Regions from separate parts of the Hordeum vulgare genome. Here region 2 is linked to region 1. Evidence: chromatin contacts called from public Hi-C data. All regions are on one chromosome and are shown on one strand. Each heading gives the region's core, a stretch centred on a gene start, on an enhancer-like site or on the middle of the called end of the contact. The rest is flanking DNA. Distances are from core to core; before and after follow the strand shown.

Evidence for each region. Hi-C and Micro-C count contacts between places; a contact is called where the count stands out from the background.
Region 2: a Hi-C map of leaf shows a contact between it and region 1, with 8 times the contacts expected there. The contact joins the promoter of LOC123402827 here to the promoter of LOC123401619 in region 1. A contact is called at or near these places in 4 of 6 Hi-C or Micro-C datasets (leaf and seedling) and 1 of 1 datasets of contacts at active chromatin or transcription factors (embryo).

Annotation. Positions count from the first base shown.
Region 1 is chr6H:63,102,783-63,106,014 of MorexV3_pseudomolecules_assembly, forward strand. It overlaps LOC123401619 (mitogen-activated protein kinase 3), which reads right to left and starts at 1,958. Exons shown (of 3, transcript XM_045095455.1): 1 at 1,935-1,958; 2 at 325-753. The coding sequence starts at 747.
Region 2 is chr6H:63,332,435-63,335,601 of MorexV3_pseudomolecules_assembly, forward strand. LOC123402827 reads left to right here and starts at 1,803. Exons shown (of 6, transcript XM_045096785.1): 1 at 1,803-1,945; 2 at 2,390-3,161. The coding sequence starts at 2,457.

The sequences.
Region 1 (3,232 bases), core at 708-3,207:
GGATCAGCCATTTGATGGTTTAGAAATGACATCAAACTCCAATTGGTCGTCTGTAAACACTGATGATTAACGCTGAAGTGTTTACAGAAGAGTTTGTGTATTTCAAGTTTGAATCGACAAAGACACCTGACAGTGCGTATTGGCCACCAATTAATCTGGTGCAGACTAAGGAAGGTGCTCTACACTAGCACCTGCAGATATAAATGTATTATCACAACTGGTGAGGGCAGTGAAAGTAATAACAGGTATGAGAAGACGCATTGTTACTAATATTAAATACTTAAATGTGAAAGACTGATGGAAAAGGTGTGATCCTAGCATTACCTGAAAAAGAAAATATTGGCAGTGGTCATTGGAAAGCCCCTGAGGTGATTTGATTATCTGATGCAGGTCGGTATCCATGAGCTCATAAACCAAGTACACATCCTTAAAGCTCCTCCTTTGTACAGGCATCATTATATCCTTCAAAGAAATAACATTCTCATGGCGGAGATGCCGGAGGAGTTTCAGCTCCCGCAAGGTCCTTAGTGCATCCACGCGGTTGTCGAATACATTATGTATCTTCTTTATAGCTACTTTCTCGTTTGTCTCACGGTTTATGGATGAGCAGACTATTCCATAAGCTCCCCGACCAATAGGCTTGATAGGCACATACTTGGTGTCAATCTCAAACAAGGTTTGCCACATGGAGTAGTAATGCTTCCCTTGGTTTCCCATGCCATTCGGAGGATCCACCAGCATTGCCATTTTCAACTAACAAAACAAAACATATAACTTAGTATACCATAAATAACAGTACTGGAAGAAAATTTAGTTTCTTTTAGCTTACACAATCACCAAATTTCAAATGTGAAAAATAAGACAGACTCATTACAAAATACAAGTGTAACAATGTCCCCATCTTTGAACACTTTCCTACCCTCCAGACCTTAGACCTGGGATCGACGTAGGCCGATGTATACTTATTGATAGTACGTTGGCCAAGTATTGAACCTAAGACCCCTCAACTCTGATATTATATTGAATTGCATGCGCCTAACCATGGCACCCAAATGCTTAAGCTGACAAGGGGACGTGGACAATAAACAAATCTCCAGCTAAAAGAGGCTTTGGTAATAGTTTACATGACCTCAGATGCCAATAGAACACACACACTCTTGTTTTTCTGGTAAGTGTTTATGTGAAACTCCAAGTGGTAGAAGGATTCTGAACTGAACCTAAACTGTACCATGCACCAGGAGCTACAAGGCTCATAAATTCTGATCAGAATCGGCAACAATGAATGAACTATATATATATATATAAGCAGTACATGTTGGCATGGCATCTAAGTGCAGTTGTACTTATCTAAGCTTATAAATGGACACTGGCGCTGACCAATTCAGCACTTGAATTGATGAGCGCCAATGTCCCCATTTACATAAGCTTATAAGTGGTAACTTTGATCGGTAGCGCAGCCAATCCGCGCATCTAAGCACCATGCAATGCCACTCCTCGCTACCACCTCTCACCCGCATTCTCATCAGCCTCACTCGGTGCTAAACGCACAAGCCGAATCCGCAGCCTGCAAGAACCCATAAGCTCCCGGTGGGCAGATCGTCGCCCAGATGATTAACAGGGCAGCCTGCCATCCTAGCAGCGGATCGCGGAAATGTACCGAGACAATCATCGCGCACCCCGGCACGATGCATCGCCGGAGCACGACGGGGAATCGAATAATTCGGGCGGGACACTCGACTAGGCAGGCACGCACGCACGCGCCCGGCGGCACAATCGGAGCTCGCCAGCTGGGGCTGCTCGCTCGGATCAGGGGCGACCGATCTCCGCGGGACAGAGACCGGCGCGGGCCGTCCGGACAAGAGCCGGCCGATCTCGGGCGATGCAGAGCGAGCACGAGGATTGCGGGGGGAGGACGGGGAGGAAGGCTCGCTTACATGGGAGGGGGAGGGAGGGCAGCTGGGCCTGGGAGAGGATGGGGGAGGGGTGGGTGGGTAGGATCAGACGGGCCGCGGCGCCATGGGCGACCGAATTCGGAGGCGAATTGCAGCTGCGGGGGGGAGGGAGGAGGGTGCGGGTGGGGGTGGGGTGGGGTGGGGTGGGGGAGGGGGCGAGGAATATTCCTCCGCTCCGTCCCCGGCGAGGCGCGTGGAGGGGACGGCGGCCGTCGGTCCGGGGGATGGGCGCGGGCGGGCCGTCCGATGCGGCGCGGGGCGGCGCCACGTGCGCGCGGGTGGGGGTAGGGTGGGGGGATGGGGAGGACGCGCCTGCCGTGGGATGGAAGGGAGGGGAGGGGAGGGGATTGGTCCCGTTGTCCCCGTGCGCGCGTGGCCGTGGCGGCCGCGGTCGGTGGCGGCAGCCGGCACGCTTCGGTTCCATAGGCGAGGCGAGGGTTCGAACGATGAAATGTGTTCCACGAGCGGGTTGGGTTGGTGGGTGATGATGGGTCGCTTCGAGTACGTACGAGAGATTGTACGGGCACTGGCTTTGGTATGAACGCCATGGATTGAGTGAGGACTAGTACACCGGGATTGAGTGAGGACTAGTACACCGGGATTGAGTGAGGACTAGTACACCGGTAGTACGACTTGTGCACGATGCGTGCGTTTTTTGCTGCGGAAATTTATGGCGCGCCTTCATCTTTCCATGCTGACGGTTTTTTTCTACGGGGAAGGCACGTGTACAGTGGCGGAGACAGGAATGATTTTCAGGTGTGGCGGAGTTTGTGAACGAAAAACCCATATACAACTCAGTTATGGAAGAGCTCACTAGAATAGCAAATATATATTACTTGGAGTTCAACTAATACAACCAAAATCCAAAATTTAAGTATTGACACTCTAAATACTTCATTCGATGATGATTACATGGATGATCGGTTGTCAATATATCATATATATTAACTGGACGGGTTTGCCTATAAAACATCAAAACCATAGATAAATGATGAATTAGTAATTAGTACTCCATCCGTTCCAAAATATAAGACCTTTTAAAGATTCCACTAGAAGACTAAATACGGAGCAAAATGAGTGAGTCTATACTCTAAAATATGTCTATGTACATCCGTGTGTAGTTTATATGGTAATCTCTAAAAGGTCTTATATTTAGGAACGGAGGGAGTAGGATACAATGGTAGAAAACACATTATGCAAGTGTAGATAGTTAGAAAGAAGCCATCGGCTTTGACAAAATACTCTTTAAATCTGTAAAAAAAAGAAAAACTAATTGGTTA
Region 2 (3,167 bases), core at 553-3,052, 230 kb after region 1:
TCTTCTTCATGAACGTATCATCTTACTCGCACGCGGCCTCCCCGATGTTGGCTTTTGGCGATGTTGGATGTTGTGTTGGTTCGACTTACCTCTCTAGCTCCGAGCTTGGTGGATTGTTGCATTGTATCCTTTGTCCAGGTCCATCATTTCTTGTCTCTTTGCTCCATGCATTTCTTGCGTTTGTGTCATCTGTTGTATTTCTATTGGGAAACGTTTATACACGGCGCGCCGGTCGAACCGTTTCGGCCAGACGCACCGTGTTCGTCCGATCTGGGCGGATCGCGCGTCCCCTCTGCGCAGGCCGCCGTCGCCCCCTCCCCCCCCCCCCGCTGGCGCCTCCGTCGCGTGCGTCCCCTCTGCCCAGGCCGTCGTCGCCCCCTCCCCCCGCACAGGCGCCGCCATCGCGTGCGTCCCCTCTGCGCATGCCGCCGTCGCCCCCTCCCCCCGCGCAGGCGCCGCCATCGCGTGCGTCCCCTCTGCGCATGCCGCCGTCGCCCCCTCCCCCCGCGCAGGCGCCGCCGCACGCCCTCGTACCTTCGCTGGCGTCCCCTTTGCGCAGGCCGCCGTCGCCCCCCCCACTCGCATGCGCCGCCGCACGCCCTCGTACCCTTTGCTGGCACTGCTGCAAAACCACCATCGCCGGTGCTCGGGCCGAGCCACGGGAGATGCCATGGCTGCCTCCTGCCATGGACGGATCTGTGTGTATGCATCTATTAAAAAAAGCTATAAGCGGTGTGCAAAAAGCTTCAAACGGCATTGAAAAAGCTTCAACCGGCATGAAGAAAAGCTTCAAGCGTTGACGAAAATTTTGTTACAAGCGTTGGCATGGCGAGATGCAACCATGATGAAAAAAATGGTACAACCATTATACAAATTTGCTACATCCGTAATTCTATTTTGTTGCAAAACCGTTATGCTCTTTGCTACAAGCGTCGGCATGGCGAGCTGCAACCATGATGGAAAAATGCTACAACCATTATACAAATTTGCTACGTTCTTCATTTGATTTGTTGCAACCGACGATATAAAAAGCTTCAACCAGCAAAACACAAAAAGCTGCAATCCTTGACTCAAAAGTTTCAACCATATGTTTGAAAAGCTTCAACCACAGACCAACGAGGAAAGCCTGTCATTTTTGCTACAACTAGCAAAAAGCTTCAAACGACATGGAAAAAGCTTCAACCGTTGTGGAAAAAGCTTCAAGTGACGCGGATTTTTTTCAAGGAAAGTGAAAAAAGCTTCAAACCGGCGACGTCGACGACGACGAGCGGCGAGCGACGAAGGGAGGGATGAGGGTGCTGTGACGAGAGGCGACGAGCGCGCCGATGAGCAGCTCTGACGAGTGGCTTCGACGAGCGTGCTGGCGAGCGCGCCGATGAGCGGCTCCGGCGAGCACGGGGTGTGTTGTGCTGCTTCGAGCTCAGTCGCCTCACGGGAAATTACTGCCGGGGTCAATAGCGCTCGTGACGCTGCAATTTTACACAGGAAGACGATGCAAGAGATTGGCGAAGAGACAAACAGATCTGATGGCTAGCAGCTGTTGCATCGTAGGGTCACTCGTTGACCGGCGGAGGCGCTCGCGCGGGTGCGCCGGCACAGAAGGGTGCCTATTTTTATCTGTATCCGTTATAATTCCTTGCATTAATGAAATGATAAAGGAAAAAAAACTGCGGAGACAACGGAGTAAATTTCCTACTGTATGTGACACGGATTGCATCATGTGGAGTGATTGGCGTGAGGGAGCGAAAAAATAAAATAGCCACACGTCCCCTGCTGCGGTGATTTCCCCTCTTTGACTTGTAGTTGCAGGTTGCCTTCCAAGACCCAAAGAAAGGTAGCTGCCTCTGGTTTCGCCGCTTCGCTAGTGTTCGTGTGTGCCCGAGAGTGACCGAGTGGACGGACGCTACCTACTCGTCGTCTCCGATGCCTCTCCTCCCGCTTCAAGGTAACATGTCCTCCACTATCAGTATCAGCATCCCCCCTTTCCTTCTTGCTGGTCTCGGATGTGCTCCAAGCTCCGCAAGTCCAGCAAGAGAAGTTTAGTTCGGTAATTTCAGTATCTATTTACAGTCGCGGCCGCAACAGGGGATGGAATAGAATGCTGCAATTTGATGGATAGAGGTCCCCTTTGGCAATTAGTTGTCTCGGCTGAGCAAATCCCTAGCTTAATCGATGAATCTCACGGCTGGAATTCGATATCCCCTCAGGATTTCCTGCGATTTTCCCATCACACACACATAGGATTCACAATCCCCGTCTGTTTGCATTCGAAATCCATCCTCAGTTTACCGTTTCCCCAGTAACTTCATTGCCCCAGTAGCGAGCATATCCTTTCTGAATGTTTCTCTGGATAACCCAACAATATGGTATATTTTTCTTTCTTTTGCAGCCCTTCCATCTGTCGGCGTCGTCAGACCACTGAACAGTGAACTCCCACCGACGTGGATGTGACGACGATGTCCATCGCGTGCTGCCTGCCGGTGGTGGAGTGCGTGTACTGCCTGGCATGCACGCGGTGGGTGTGGCAGCGCTGCCTCCACACCACCGGCTACGACAGCGAGACCTGGGGCCTGGCCTCGTCCGGGGAGTTCGAGCCGGTGCCGCGGCTATGCCGGTTCATCCTCGCCGTCTACGAGGACGACCTCGAGACCCCGCAGTGGGCGCCGCCGGGGGGCTACGGCATCGATCCCCGGTGGGTGCTGCGCCGGCGGACGCCCGAGCACACGCAGGGGCGCGCCCCGACGTACCTGCTGTACCTCGACCACCGGCACGCGGACGTGGTGCTCGCCGTGCGCGGCATGGACATGGCCAAGGAGAGCGACTACGCCGTGCTGCTGGACAACAGGATCGGGCAGGCGGGCTTCGACGGCGGCTACGTGCACAACGGCCTGCTCAAGGCCGCCGAGTGGGTGTTCGACGCCGAGTGCGACGTGCTCAGGGACCTCCTGGCCAGGAACCCCGGCTACACGCTCACGTTCGCCGGGCATTCCCTCGGCTCCGGCGTCGCGGCCATGCTGGCTCTGCTGGCGGTGCGCGACAGGGAGCGGCTGGGTGGCGTGGAGAGGAGGAGGATACGGTGCTTCGCCATGGCGCCCCCCAGGTGCACGTCGCTCAATCTGGCAGTCCGTTATGCCGACGTCATTAACGCGGTCATTCTTCAGGTGCTA